4 separate regions of the Mus musculus genome follow, and regions 2, 3 and 4 are each linked to region 1. The links are chromatin contacts, called in public HiChIP or PLAC-seq, Micro-C and promoter capture Hi-C maps. All regions are on one chromosome and are shown on one strand. The core of a region is the stretch at or near the end of the contact, and the rest is flanking DNA. Distances in the headings are between cores, read along the strand shown.

What was found. Promoter capture Hi-C pulls out the DNA fragments that hold promoters and counts their contacts. A called contact is a pair of places that touch in the nucleus more often than the background predicts. HiChIP or PLAC-seq counts read pairs in DNA pulled down with a chosen protein or histone mark.
Region 2: a promoter capture Hi-C map of hippocampal neurons shows a contact between it and region 1, with 2.2 times the contacts expected there. The contact joins the promoter of Jazf1 here to the promoter of Chn2 in region 1. A contact is called at or near these places in 3 of 39 promoter capture datasets (hippocampal neurons and liver).
Region 3: an H3K27ac HiChIP or PLAC-seq map of microglia shows a contact between it and region 1, with 5 times the contacts expected there. The contact joins the promoter of Znrf2 here to the promoter of Chn2 in region 1. A contact is called at or near these places in 3 of 115 datasets of contacts at active chromatin or transcription factors (embryonic stem cells, microglia and pancreatic cancer cells).
Region 4: a contact with region 1 is called in a Micro-C map of embryonic stem cells, with 4 times the contacts expected there. The contact joins the promoter of Creb5 here to the promoter of Chn2 in region 1. A contact is called at or near these places in 2 of 39 promoter capture datasets (both in the 3T3-L1 cell line) and 1 of 484 Hi-C or Micro-C datasets (embryonic stem cells).

Annotation. Positions count from the first base shown.
Region 1 is chr6:54,038,341-54,041,986 of GRCm38.p6, reverse strand. Chn2 (chimerin 2) reads right to left here and starts at 2,055. Exons shown (of 13, transcript NM_001163640.1): 1 at 1,832-2,055. The coding sequence starts at 1,880.
Region 2 is chr6:53,066,924-53,070,569 of GRCm38.p6, reverse strand. Jazf1 (JAZF zinc finger 1) reads left to right here and starts at 1,946. Exons shown (of 5, transcript NM_173406.3): 1 at 1,946-2,117. The coding sequence starts at 2,003. It overlaps Gm33097 (a long non-coding RNA gene), which reads left to right and starts at 2,575. Exons shown (of 2, transcript XR_377680.3): 1 at 2,575-3,646.
Region 3 is chr6:54,814,814-54,818,459 of GRCm38.p6, reverse strand. It overlaps Znrf2 (zinc and ring finger 2), which reads right to left and starts at 1,544. Exons shown (of 5, transcript NM_199143.2): 1 at 988-1,544. The coding sequence starts at 1,444.
Region 4 is chr6:53,285,578-53,289,223 of GRCm38.p6, reverse strand. Creb5 (cAMP responsive element binding protein 5) reads right to left here and starts at 1,921. Exons shown (of 11, transcript NM_001327821.1): 1 at 1,851-1,921.

The DNA of each region.
Region 1 (3,646 bases), core at 806-3,305:
GGAGAGAAAGCCATTGTAAGCATGCCTCCCCTATCTGCAAAACAATTACCACCCTCTACAGCTTATCCTGGCATCTTGGAGCAGCAGAGTCCTCCCAGGGCTGAGTTAGGATTTGTCATCGGGCTTCTTAAGCTGTGTCAAGATGCAGAATTTCCGATGCCACAGCAGCTGTGATCCACGCCTCCAGCGGACCCTGAGATGATGCTGTCTCCTCGCCTTCCTCAGTTGGCCCCCTTGCTACCTTTCCCCCCCCTCAGTCCATCAAACGGGCAGGCTTTGGAGAGGGAGAAACATGTGCTAATAGGAAGCCAACATCTCTGCATCTTAAATTCAATGTTAGTCAACCAAAATGAATTGAAACGCAGCAGCAGTGGTTTGAGGGTACTAAAAATAAGCCTTAGCATTTGCTGAGTTCTCAGAATTAAAACCACAGGCGGTCAACTTGTTGCTGTTCTTAATAAGAGCTGACTGCTCTGCCCACCAGTCCCTACTGCCAGCCGCTTAAACTACCGGACACCTAACAATGCTGTTTTTATTAGTTGGCAGCAGTCATTAAAGGAAATGTCATTTCCCTGGGACTAAACTTTCCCTGGGACTAAACCTGGCCAAAAAAAAAAAAAAAAAAAAAAAATAGCATGTAGCTTTCAAGAGAACACCTACACTGGTCACAGTCACCTTGTGTCTACAATCTGATTAGTTACACATCCATAGCTATGATTCCTTTTAATGCCTGCCTTCCTGCCAGTGCTGCATCTCTTCTCCACTCCGGATTTAATTTTTGGAGAATAAATAAAAGGAACTCAATTGTGGACACCATACAGTAGTAACACACTGAGCATTCCCACCAGGACTTGAAGACTGTTGTCTTGGACCCTTGAGTTCTGTATACCATGCCAAATGTCTTACCAGCCATCCCTTCAGGGTTTCTTATTAAAGTTTTCAGTGACCAAAGGGGTAGTAGAACTGTACCTAATGCATCAGTCTGATTAGAAACCTGTCATGTTCAGAAACCAGAGGGGCTGCCTCCATTGATTCTTATGCATTCACATTCATTATCATTTTTTTCTGTTCAATTAGACCTGCTGATCAACCATAGAAAAGCTTGAAAGCCCTTCTTTCACCCAGCCACATTTAACACTGAAAAAAAAAGAAGCCTTGAAAGTAAAATTACAGCCCCCACCGCCCCCCTCCCGCGCGCACACATGTTCTCTGTGTCTGTCTCACAGTCTCTCTGTCTCTGTCTGTCCCTACACACACACACACACACACACACACACACACACACTCACACACACACACTAAACACGCCAGGAGTCAGAGGCTGGGCTCAACCTCCATTCCACTATCCCACTTCAGTCAGATGAGCAAGACACATTTTCGTCCTGGCTGCTCTCTCAAACCCATACCCCAAGCGAGTGTCTCCAAGGAGCTAATTTCTGAAACAAACAAAGAAATCCGAGTCTGCAAGGAGCTGGGGTTTGCACCCTTCTTTGGCTCTGAGTATCCAAGGTTTCTGGCACCAAGGCAGACAGGTCCCGAGCCCAGCTGTGCCCTCAGCTTCCCTGCGCCTTCTGCCCCTGTTCCAGCTGTGCAGAAAGTGCAAGGCTGCTGGCAGCTACTGCTCGCCAGGAGCCCCAGACTCCAGGTCCGCACGCCTAGGACACCACCGAGTCCCACCACTACACTGTCACCGCTCAGACGCAAAGGTGTTGACCACCTTAACAAGTGTCCCAGTGACGCTCGTGTCCCGCGCCACGCTCTCCTAGAGCGGGAGGGACGGCCACAGGTAGACTCTCCATCCCAGCACGGGCGCCCGCGCGCTGAAACTCACCAGAGGACACGGAGGAGCCGGACAGACTAGAGTTGCTGGATGCTGCCATCTCGGCGCCGCGCGTCACCGCTCTCTCAGTCCTGGTGCGGGCGGCGTCGCCGCTGCCCTCGGCCGGCTGCTCGCAGCCCGCGCGGCCCCCAGCCCATGGCAAAGTCCTGGGGACGCGCGGGAAGCACCGGCCTCCGGACTCTGCCTGTACTTCCTGCTCCGCCAGATGACGCGCTGCCGCCGCCGCTATTTATTCGTGCTCGCCGTCCCTCTCGGCGCCTGGGCGCACTCCGCTGCGGGCGTCGAGGTGGCAGGGGCACAGCGAGGCCAAGGCGGCCGGCCAGGAGGATGGGACCACCTCTCTCGGCGTCCCCGCTGTCCCCGCCGCGGGCCCGCTCCCTGCGCGCGACTGGAACCTGGGCGCCCTTCGGCTCCCGGCACTGACTCTAGGGATCCAGCCTCTCCCGCCGCCGCACTTCGAGCGGCCCGGGCAAAGGCGGGGGAGACAGATAGACAGCGACCTCCCCCTTCTCCCTCCTCCCCAACTCGGCTCGCGCGCGCACACAAAGGAAGGAGAGGAACGCCGGCGCTCCGGGCTGAATCCGCTCGGCCGGCTTGACAGCTCCTGCAACCCTGGCTGCAGGGGGAGGCTGCAGACCAAGGGGTGGAGACCATCAGGACTCGGAGCCTGCCCCGAGGTGTTGGGCACGCCGCCAGGGACGCGAGGCGGGCCGGGCAGCAGTGTACAGTGCTGCTTCCCGAATTAGAAGGGGATGGAGGGGTCGTAGGAGGAAGGTGGTGGGACTGGCAGCAAGCTCTAGGTTTGGATCAGCCACACAGCTCGGGGGAGGGGGTGCAGGGGTGGGGGTACTTCCAGAAGGAGAAGACAAGGTCTCTAAGGATTACGTGCGGGTTTGGAGCAGGCCAGGATGCCACCAAGGCTGGGAAGCGCCCTTCCCATCACCCTTTAATTTGTCCTTTGTTGGTCAGGAACCGAAGGTCCCTGCCCTGCCACAAGAAGCGTCTCCTAAAGCAGAGAGAGCTGATCTAGCTACACTTAAGTACCCCAGACACTGGCAGGGACAGTGCCCCCAAAGTCCACTATGCTTCTGAGACCGGTGCTAAAAGAAATAGAGACATCCCAAAGGTGGCATCGGTCTTACACAAAGAAAGTGGTTCTCTGCCCCTTGGTAGGATCTTCACAAAAGACTGACTCTGCAGCAGGTGCGACTGAATCCTTTAAGGATAAGGAATTGCCTAGGTGTACCGGAGAAAGGGACTGGAGCCGGTGTGTGCCATCCTCCTGTATTTAAACCTAAATTAATTTTACTGGAAGGAAATGTCATGCAGATATATATTTTTTAAAATCCGTTTCACGCTCCCAGCAGGGTAATCGGTTCTTTCATTCCTAAAGCTACAGAAAAACTGTGAAATTTGAACAGAAATTGTTAGATCAAAGGGAAAAAAAGCAAACATTAAAGGAATGAAAGTACTCTCATTATAGAGCAAAACGGAAAGTGTTCTCATTGGGAGCGGCACGATTTGAAAAACATGGCTAAAAAGGACATAGTCCATTTGAAAATGATCAGGAGTGACTCTGGAACAGCAGCGAGGTCCTGGGGGCCTCCACATCGGAAGAGGACCTCATGTACAGTGAATAATAAATGTTAAAGGATCATGATATGCACTCATGTCACATTTTCTACTTGATTTAAAGTATATGTTATATCCCCACCACCACCGGGGATGCCATCCCAGTGTGACTGCCCAACAAGTGCCCCACCCACTTTTGTTTGTTGATTAGTTTAAAGGGGTGGGATGGGGTGA
Region 2 (3,646 bases), core at 697-3,196, 970 kb after region 1:
CAAGAGGTATGTACTAATAGCTCCCAGCCCCCTTCCTTCCTCCTTTCCCTTACACTCTCCTGGCCTTTCCATGGAGGAGTTCTCTTGCTTGAGCCACCTCTGGGCCTCCTACACTCTCTGCAGTTGATAACTCCACATAGAGAGTCATTCCTCCTGAGAACAGAATTGTCACCTCAAGGCTCGGGGCACTCCCCCAGCTGCTGCAGAGTTGGGGTGCCTAGCATCTCTAAGGAGGCTGATCTGGCATCATTCTTGGCTGGAGTTTTCTCATTGCATTTCCATGTCACTGGGCGTGAAGTCTATCTGCCAGATATCCTGCTTGCTCTCAGCTAACGGCCTTCCTCCCTGTCTGGGCAGCAGGGCACACTGCACAGTTGCCAAAATTCTAATTCACGGTGGAGAATTCTACCTCCTGCTCTTTAGACCCTTGTCTGGCCCCAGCTTCCAGCCTAGCGGGTCCCTGGCTCATTATCAAGCCCTTGGGTGCCCTTCCCCCATCCTCACTTGGTCCCAGGAAATTATTTCTGGCAACAAACTGAACTTTAATGACCTGCTGCCCCAACCATACTCAACTCAACTCTCCCCTTGGCAAATTTGTCACCTTGTAGGCTCAAAGAAGCGACAGACCAGACAAAAATGTCGATGGGTGAGAGAACTCAGCCTCAGCCTTTGTGACTGGGAGATTGTGAAAATTTTCTCCGGTGACAGAAATACTGCATATGTCTGCATTTACATTTACACGAAGTGCCCTAACAATCCTAATATTAGAGATAACACAAGTGGTATATGCAGTTTAAAAAGACAGGGTTGTTATTTTTCTAGGTATATGCACCAGCGGGTAAATGAAATTGTTCTAAAGACAAATGCTAAATTCAGAATGCATGAATAAATTTTTTAAAAATTACACCCTCGAATCATGCACATCTCCTGGTGCTTCTTGAACACCTGGAAGAAAATATACACCTTGTAGGTAAAATGTAACTGCAACTGCGGTTGGAGACCAGAAGAGAACTGGTTCTTAAGAGGCTATCTGGTCAACAGTATGGCTTAAATGCTCACAGGATGATATAATCCTAACTGATTGGTGAAATCTTCTTTTTAAGTGAAAATCGAATTTGCTTTGACTTTCATTTCCAAACCTCTACACTTGCCCCTTTCGTCTTTGGAGCAGCACTGCCAGACCTGAGCCACAACACGGGGTTCAGGAGGTGCGGGAATTTGGGGTAAAGAAATTGAGATTTTTGTTTTCTCAGAAGAATCAGGGAGAACAAACGTGATACATATGTAAAACACAGTCAAATGCACTTGACAACCAAGCGCTCTATTTTGAAATTTAAATAAAGCTAAGATTTTTCTTCTGGCCTAGGGGGAAAGCTTCATTAAAATCAATTAGTTCCTACTAACCTCCAGAGAATACGGACTTTTTAATTTTTTTTTTTAAATGAGAAAGTTTAAAGAACAAGGTGCACACAATTACCTTTCCTGGGTCCCTAGTGAATACCATCGTCACACCTAGACAGGTGGCCAAGTGCAAACAAATGTCCCTAAGAGGGCTGGGTAACTCCCTGAGTGCTCCTCTGGGGTGAAAAGCATGTGTAATTAATAGATGTGTATCTATTAAGAATGTAGCGCGCATAACCAAGGGAGGCTCCAAGCGGACTGCAGGCACCTCACAGGGCGAAAGGGCAGGCCCAGGGACGTAAAGTTGGAGGCGGGAGCTGCCAGGTGAGGCCTGGGTCGCGGAGGTTGGGGCCCGCACAGCTGCAGGCGCGCGCCTGCTCCCTCCTCCCAGCCGCCGAGTCCTCCCCGCCCCCTCCCCCGAGCTCCCGCCGCCTCCCGCTGCCTCCCGGAGGCTCGGCGCTGCGCTCCACCTCGCGCCCCCTCTCCTCCGTCCCGGGCTCGCGCTGCCCTCCCCGCGCCTGCCCCCTCCCCGGCCCCTCCCTCCGCCTCCGCGCGCGCGGCGCTCGCAGAGCCGACTCCGGGGGGCTCTCGATGTAGCACCATGACAGGCATCGCCGCCGCCTCCTTCTTCTCCAACACCTGCCGCTTCGGGGGCTGCGGACTCCACTTCCCCACGCTGGCCGACCTCATCGAGCACATCGAGGACAACCACATCGGTGAGGCCCGGGTGGGCGGGGGTCGGGCGGCGGGCGAGCCCCGGGGTGGCGCGGGCCGGGCGCCCGAGAAGGTGCGGGCGTGGAGGGCCGCGGGGCGCGGGGATGGCCGGCCGCAGGGTGAGGGCGGGCGCGGGCCGCGGGGGGCGGGTGCCGCACGCCGCTTCCGCCCGGCCCGAGCTGTCAGGCTGGCGGGAGCCGGGGAGGCGCCGCGGCGGCAGCCATTCCGCTTCCTCCCCCGCCTGCGTCCTGTCAGCGCCGGTTGCTAGGTGTGGCGCGGCGGGAGGGGGCCGCGGCGGCGGCGGCGGCGGGCGCGGGGCGCGGGGCGCTGCGTGCTCTGAGCGGCGCGGGCGCGGGGCCCGGCCTGGCGCGGCGGCTGCGGTTCGGGCGGCTGCGGGCCGCGCCCATCCCTGGCCGGAGCGCCCCGAGGCCCCGGTAGCAGAGGGGAGCCCGCGGGCGGCGGGCGGGCGTGTCGCGGCGCCCGCGTTGCGGCTAGGCCGGAGGTGCGCCGGTCCCCGCGGGGCCTGCGCGGCGCGGGCGCGGGGACGCGGGGGAGGGGCGCCCCGCGGGGCCGGTTGTGTCTCCCGGGACCCAGGGACCTCCTAAGTCCTGCGCCCCACGGAAGTCCTTGCATCACATTTGCACGCTCATCCCCACCCCTGCGGAGGGAGATGGGTCTGGTGCTTCTGGCTCAGAAGACCCAGCCACCTGCAGAAGGTGTGGCCGCTCCCCGGAGTGGCCTGGTGGGTGAAGAGGGCAGCCGGTTCCCTGGGTGAGGCTACCTGTGAATTGCTTCGAGAAGACCAAATGAATGACATGGATTCGACCATGTGGATGCAGCTCACGTTTCTGCAAAGTTGAGAGAGTAAATCACGACTGCTGTGCATTTATGCACGAATAAAATGAGGCAGAGCCTCATGCCCCTTTGCTTTGTAGAATGCTTTCTCCTTGCACACAGTGGGCGCTTAATACGCGCTAAGTGCCAGTTTAGAGCGGGATTTGCTGGGCCATCCAGAATGGGAGCTAATCATGGAAACTGTCTGCAGAATGCCTTTGAAAACAGAAATCTGATGAGTAATTGTCAAGCTTTGAAATTTTTCAAAGTTTCAAAGTATCTCCTTAATAGTTTTCCCCATGTCTTCTGATAAAGGTGAGGTAAAGAACCTATGCTCTCAAGTATTGGTGGTCTGAAAAGCGGTTTAATAGAGTAGCAAAGCTGCTGAATCATATCGTGACTGAGTAGTCATAGCTAAAAGTGCTCCAGGTATAAAGTTTCTCATCATGGCTTAAACTGTAGTGATGCAGTTTCAAGACGAGTTTTCCCAGTTCCTCACTGGACTCCCCTTACTTATTAAACTAAACAGAAATGATAACAGAAAACAGTTATCCCAAGTTCCATCCATTTCATCAGTTAATTTATGTAAGTTGAATGAGTAATACTTTTATCTGGTTAACTTTCTTAACTTGGGACTACCTGCTGATTGAAAGATAATTTAGTTTTAACATGAATTAAACACAATTATTTCTTACGA
Region 3 (3,646 bases), core at 295-2,794, 780 kb before region 1:
ATCAGTAAACACTGCTTCACCACATGTCTTACAGTTTCAAACACATGAATAAAAGGGTTTTTAAAACTGAAGGGATGATCCGGGCGTGGTCGCACACACGCCTTTAATCCCAGCACTTGGGAGGCAGAGGCAAGTGGATCTCTGAGTTCGAGGCCAGTCTGGTCTACAGAGTGAGTTCCAGGACAGCCAAGGCTACACAGAGAAAACCTGACTCAAAAAAATACACAAACAAACAAACAAATAAAAAACCTGAAGGGATATAGTTTACATCATTCTGTGCTTACGTGTAAATGTATAATACCAGTCTCATACCGAAAGGAGGTGGCAATATGCGGCTAAGTTCACATTTTCAGGATCAACTGCACCCTTTCTCCTGTTTCAAACAACTTAATTAAAAGCACATCACTGATCTCTAAATTGTTCCTTAACTCTAGTGAACACCGCTCTTCGAAAGACCTTGCCCAATTACTGCCTCTATAGGTAGAGTTGTGATCATTATAAAGATTATCTCTTTAAATAACTGTTCTTGAACTTTTCCACAATCCGCTTCAAACTAAGCAGTAGTGACATTAGCCACACTGTAAAAGTAGCAGTTTCGGGGGTTATGAAGCAACACTTTGCATTAACACATTTAACCAGAAAACAAGTATCCAGTAAGTAGGCAGGGCTATTTACAGAGACGCAAGGATCACAGCTTTGTTAGGAGTCTATCCAAAGGAGAGATAACTTCCTTTTTTCAAACACTCAAACATCCACGTGAGTCCCTTCTGGCTTTGGGCCTTTAAAACTGCTCGCCCTTCAGCTCCGGGGCAGAACTACACTCAGCCACTGATCTCCCCTGACTTCCTGGTACTAAAAGCTACAACCACGAGGCTGTTTCGTCAGTTTGTTTTAAAACAATACTTCTTCCATTCACCGCGTTGCAAGGAGGGAGTGGGGGGTGCGCTTCCCTAGCTGGGGAGCCGCTGCCAGGGCAGGGAGCCGTACCTCCAAACAAGTGCGGGGAGAGGTGGGCCGGGAGCGAGCCGATCACCAGACGCGGCCCGCCAGGGCCCCCGCCCGCCGGCCGGTCCCGGTCCCTAGCGCCGACGCTGTCCTCTGGGCTGCTGTGCACTGAGTCCTGTGAGCCGTACGGGCCGCCGCCGCCGCCAGCGCTGGGGATGCTGAAGGCCGACTGCGCCGCGCGGCCGCCCGACGCGCTGCCCACCGCCCCGCCGAGCGAGCGGCTACGGGGCGCTGCCGGGGCCGAGGCCGCCGCCGCCGCTGCAGCCGCCGCGCCGGCCGAGGCGCTGGGCTGCTGCGCGCCGGACACCGGGGCCGCGAAACGGGCCGCCCGAGCGCCGTCCGCCCCGCCGCCGCCGCTGCCGGTCCCGGAGGGCAGGTCCGAGCCCGAGTAGGCACGGGTGCGGCCGTTGGCGGCGGGGCCGCTCTGCTTGGCGCCCATGTCCGCGCCGCCCCGGGCCGCGAGCGAGCGAGCGAGCGAGCAAGCGAGAGAGGCGGGACGCAGCTCGCGGCTGCCGCTCAGGTAGCCGTGCGGACGCGGTCGCTGCCGGGCCGCCGCGACGGGCCGCTGCCGCTTGCTGCCGCGCTTCGCGGCCTCCGCACCGCCTCCTCCCGGGCGGCCGCTGTCACCGCCGCCATCCTCCGGCTCCCCGGCGGCTCGGAGAGTGGGAGGCGCCCGGCCGGATTGGGGGCCGCCTCCCTGCGCGCCAGCCGCTTGCAACGGGAAAGAGGAACGGGCGGCGCGCGCCCCGGCAACCGTCGCCTCGCGGCCGGCACTGGAGGAGCGGCGGCCGAATCGAGGCAAAGCGCAGAGATTGGGTCCCGCTGCTCTAGCTCTGCCCTACAACTAGGCCGACCCGCCCAGGCCCCGCCCAGCATGTGGTGATGGACAGACCGGTGGCTCCGCCCTCCAGGAGACTCCCCCACCACCAATCAGAAGGCGGCCCCTCCTGCCGCACGTGGCCTGTGAGCGCTGAAGAAAACCAAGTGCACCTTTTCCTGGCTAGGGCGTTCGTGGCAGTATCCCGTGTCTGGAGCTTTGAGTGGGTAGATAATGACCTTCGTTGGTATTGTATACACTGATTAAGCAAACAACAGTCTCAGCAATGAAGACGATTTAAAACAAAAAACAGTACAGGAGCGAAGGACAGAACGAAACAAGGGGAAGGCTGAAGCCAACTTGATCAGAATTATGCTAGGGGAAGGGAAGAGCAAAAAATTGGAAGAACGAACGATAATCCAGCTTGACCTTCAAAGGCAGAGCAAAAACTGAGGTGCAGAGACTATCTTCTCCCGAGATCCAGCCTTCGGGCCTAACACCAAGCCAAATTATGCAGGCTGTAAATTGTTTTACCTTTTTGGACTTTAGCTTCCTTGCCCAGAATGTTTGAGTTAAATCTCCAGAGCGATAGTAGCTTTAAAATCTTGTGGGTTTCTCTAAATGGAACTTAACAGGATTCTAAATGCCTTCCTGTGTGTGGTGCTTGGTCTAGCAGGCTCTGACCCTCCCATTTGGCGGGTACTGGTAGCATTGTCTATGTGCAAGTGTGTTTGTACAAACTGCAAAAATGCACTGTCGCTGTTTTACGCTTTTGTATTTGTGGTGAGTCATTTAAGTAGTGATTCTAGACATTCTTTCAGAAGATAAGGGAATGGAGGGTTGTTTGTTTGTTTGTTTGTTTGTTTTTAATTTGTGTGTGTGTGTGTATAAATGTTTTGCCTGCATGTAAGTTCCCCACGTGTGCCTGGTGCCCAGACTGAAGATCAGACGAAGGTATTCAATCCCTTGGAACTGTAGTTATAGTTAGATGTCACATGGCTGTGCAGGGAATCAAACCCAGTTCCTCTGCAAGAACAGCTAGTGCTCCTAACCGCTGAGCCATCGCTTCAGCCACAAGTTGGACTTTGTAAATAGGAGAAATGAGGCTTTATGAACAGGCTGGCCTGTAGTGCCCAGCTTCTGGAGAGAATGAATCGTGAGGATCACTTGAACCTTAGAATTCAAGGTCAGCCTAAGAAACAGCAAAAACCAGTCTCAATGAGAAGAGGGAGAAAGAAAGAAGAAAAAGAGGAAGAAGGGAGAAGAATATGAGGAAGAAATGTAGTTTTACATATATATGTTTATATATGTGCATAGTGCGTGATATATAGTTACTCTGAGCTTTCATATGATATATCCTCTGAGCTTTCATATGATATATCCTGTATTACATCATGTGGTCAAATGCCTTTTCCTGCAGATGTTACCAGTCACCCCATTCCTAGGACTGAAGACAGTGCTGTGCAACAATGGCTTCATAGCTCTCATTAAGGTGTTCATTAGACACTCAACAGACTATGGCAGTATAGTAGCTTTTCAGTGAAAGAGTGCATTCATGTTTTCCTGTCATATTAAAATCACTCTTTTATTTTAAAAAAAGGGTTTTTACTTTTTATTTATTTGTATATATGTATGTACGTGTGTATGTATGTATGTGGCTACCTCAAGCTATGGCCTCATGTGGTGTCAGAGGACAACTCACAGGAGTTCTTCTTCCTTGTAGGTTCTGGGGGATTGCTGCCTTTACTTGCTTGAGCCACCACGCTGTCCCTAAAATGATTCTTGAAAGTCACTCGTACCCTTACATTATTGCTCTTTGACAGC
Region 4 (3,646 bases), core at 672-3,171, 750 kb after region 1:
CTAAACCTGATTTAGTCAGGTCCTTCATCCTTCTCCTAGGCTCGGTTCACGGGGCTCTGGGCTCTTAGCTGTGGCTTATTGCTTTCCTAAGTCACTGCAGGCACAAGCTATTAGCATATAAGGCTTCTAAACCTTTCCAGGGATTTTTCTATCCAGGCTGAACATTCTCGCGTGGGAAAAACGGGCCTGGATAGTGCCTTTCTTAAATAATAGAAAAGGGCAGATTGAGCGTTCATCAGGTACTGAGCTCGCTCAGGCACCAGAAGCTCTTCAGCTCACTCCTGGGACAGCATTCCCCCTGGGGGAAACTGTAAAAGGCGGGGGCAGGCCGAGTGATAACGAGGTGGGCGGGAGAGGGATGGAGGAAGAGGGGTAGGGAAAGAGAGGGCAATAGCTGTGTCCAGAGAACCCGCAATTGCCCCGGGGGATGGGGGCATAGTTGCTTTGACAGCATTCTGAGCCCCCAAACCCTTGAATATCTGAAGCCCTTAATAAAACACTTACTGGCCTGCAGAATGACGTAATGGACCTGTAGCCAGCCTTTATTCTTTGACACATGTCAGGAAGAGGGAAAAATAAAAAACCAAGCAAGCGTTGCTGATACTGACAACGATGTACAAGTAGCCCACTCTAGTTCCCAGCGTTGAACCAGCATCAAGTGGGGGCGGCACTCGTCCAGGGAAAGCTGGAGCTTTTTCTACTAGACACTCCCTGGAAATAAATCTATGACTAGAAAATAAATGAAAAATTAAAGCGGGCTATAGTCCCTCTAAAGTGGCTTAGTGGGGGCGGTGTCTGCTTGTCTCAACCCTTTAAGAACTTTGTGAAAAGTTTAAGCGGTTCGATAAAGAATCTGGCTCAAAGGCAGACTCTGTCGCCCGGTCCTGAGAACCGCCTGGGTGCAGTGCGGCTCGGGCCCCAGCTGTCATTTGGGGCAGCAGCCCGGAAGAAGTAAGAGTGCCAGCGCAAAGGGGACGGAGGCGGGAGGCGGCTGCAGGAGTGAAGGCGAGGGCTGCGGAGCACTCTCGAGCTGGAGCGCCTGGAGCGAAAGTCAAGTCCCCCTCCAAGGCAACCGACCCTCCCGCTGCAGCCGGCGGCCGGTCGCGAGAACTGGCAGCGGCCGCTGGGCACCCGGGAGAGGGAGAACCCCCTGCGAACTCGCTCGGCTGCCCCTAGGTGACCAGGCGACTTTGCCGCAACGGTTGGAAGTTTGCTAACTTTCTCCCGGGGTTCCGCTGCATCACTGAGAAACGGGATGCGAGGAGGCTCCAGGTTCCTGGTCTGTTGCTGCTGCTGCTACCACTGCCGCCTCCGCCGCCGCCACCACCACCGCCGCTTGACCACACTTCAGAAGGGTTCCACACCATGCCGGGGCTCTGGAGGCAAACATACACCCCCGATTCATAACTGTTCCCCGTGTCAGGGAAACTCACGCGCGCTCCCATACACGCACGCACACTGGGTCGGACACGGCGCTGGCTCCACTCAGCATCCCTCCAGTCGCACGGCGCAGCAATCACCAAGAAGCGCTCCGGGACGGACACGGCGTGGGGTCTCTGGGTGACTACAGGACACAGCACAACTCCACAGTCCACCAGCAATTGGGGCCGGACTTCCTTCTGATCCGCCAAAGTGTTTACAAACACAAATCAAGGGGGAAAAAATGCATCGCATCCTTTCTACTCCTTGCCCTGTGACCTGCCCATTGGACTAAGTAACCTCGCGGCTGCAGCGATGAACCAACCCCTGCAAACAAGGACGCTCCGGAGTCGGCTCGCGCGGCAAGTGCAGCGAAAGTGGCTAAATGCAAAAGGCCCAGAAGTGGCCGCGCCGTATTTTTAGGAACTTACCAAACAAGTGTGGAGAAGGCAAGAGCCGAGCCCGGGTGAAGGGACCACGTTGGACTGAGCAAAGATTACAATACATTCTATTTAGAGTGCATTACATCACCCCCCCGGTGACGTCACGTGGGATTCCTGAACTTCTAAATCATTGCGGTCCGTTGGGGAAAAGGAGGGAGAGAGGGGCGGGGCCCGCACGCCGAGGGGGCGGGCCCGGTCTCCGCCCCGCCCAAATCCCGCCCCTCGAGCGGACCCGGGTGCTTGCGGCGGCGTCCGCGATCGCGCAAGCAACAGCTTGCACAGCCCAGCGCCGAGTAACACGGCCCCCCGACATTAGTGGTGTGAGTCAGCTTGGAAACAATCCTGAAGGTTTCAAACAGAGCCACGCAGGAGACACCGGCACGAGCTCTTCTGCAAGAAGTGTCTGTAGGGTCAGAAAGAAGTAAGGTTTGGGGTGTGTGCATGAGGTGGTAAGGATGCTGAAGGAGGTAGAAAGAGACATTTACACTTACAAATGCAGGCCACTTCCTACTTCCCTACCCCAGCCACCGAAGATACCCAGATCCTTTGCCTGTGACAGCCATGACCTCATTGCAGCGTTCTCTGCATGCTGGCTTCTTAGTATCTCCATTTCGCCGCCCCTCTCCTCATCACGCTCAAGGGCATATAACTTCTTGTGCACACTCAGTAGGACTACACACAGCCTTCCCTGGTCTCGCACCTTGCATGTGCTGACCTGTGAGAGAATCTCTCTAAAGGCGAAAGGCGAATCTCAGCCAAGAGCCAAATGATGAGCCGGATTTAGACTCCGCGTCAGCGCCGGAAGGGCCCTGGCCATTGCTTCCAGAGCCTCTGCTACTGGCCCAAGCTCGCCGGCTGGGAAGCAGTCGAGCCAGGGCTAGAATACAGGATCTAGGGCCAGGTCTGCAAAGGGAAAAGAGGACTGACCTTTTTCAGCATGGGCCAGAAGCCACCGCTCTCACCTTCCTCATCCCTGGCAAGGGCTAGATTTCCTTTTGGAAGCTCTCTCTCCCTTTGGGGAGCATTGAAAGCCTGTTCGAAATGACCACTGTCATCCAACAACAGCTCACACTTTGCCAAACACTTGAAGCCACACCATTTTCTTCTTCCTCATATGACTTTGACAGAATAAGGAAAAGCGGGGAGTGTGTTGTAATTATCTCTATTTCACAGCTGAGCTGAGGCAGACAGACTCAGAAGGCTAGGAGCTCTCCTGATCATCAGGGACCACTCTAGCGCATGTCTAACCCCAGATCTCACCTGGGTTCCTTGGTAGAATCAGGCATATTAATTCTTTTCTGATGGCTGACTGGTTAGAACTTCAACTAAGAGCTTGCTGGCTGGGAGTTGGATCTTTGCTTAGGAACAGTTTAGCCCCCATTAACAAACAATAATGGCTCCTGACATTTATGTAACATCTGACATTTATATAGTGCCTCTCATCCCAATGCATCACAGCCTGACTGTGTAGTCTGCCAGAGGATCATGACTAGACTGGCTAGGAATCGTAATGCTTTGCCCAAATTGTCACATTTCTGAGCTGGTTTTGACATACTAAGTGGAAGAGCTTTCTATTTCCTTTCTGGTTTGAAGTGTTTAGCCCCTCCTCCCCCACCACTTGTCTTCAGGGTTCCCTGAAATCACAGGGACTGACAACTCCCTCTTTCCTTGTAGCCTTCCTATAAGTTCTTCTGTGAATTTTCCTCTCCTCTTCTCCATGGGACACTGAAGGAACTGTGAAAGAAGATGCTGGTCCTAACCTGAAACAACAAAACCTTGACTGT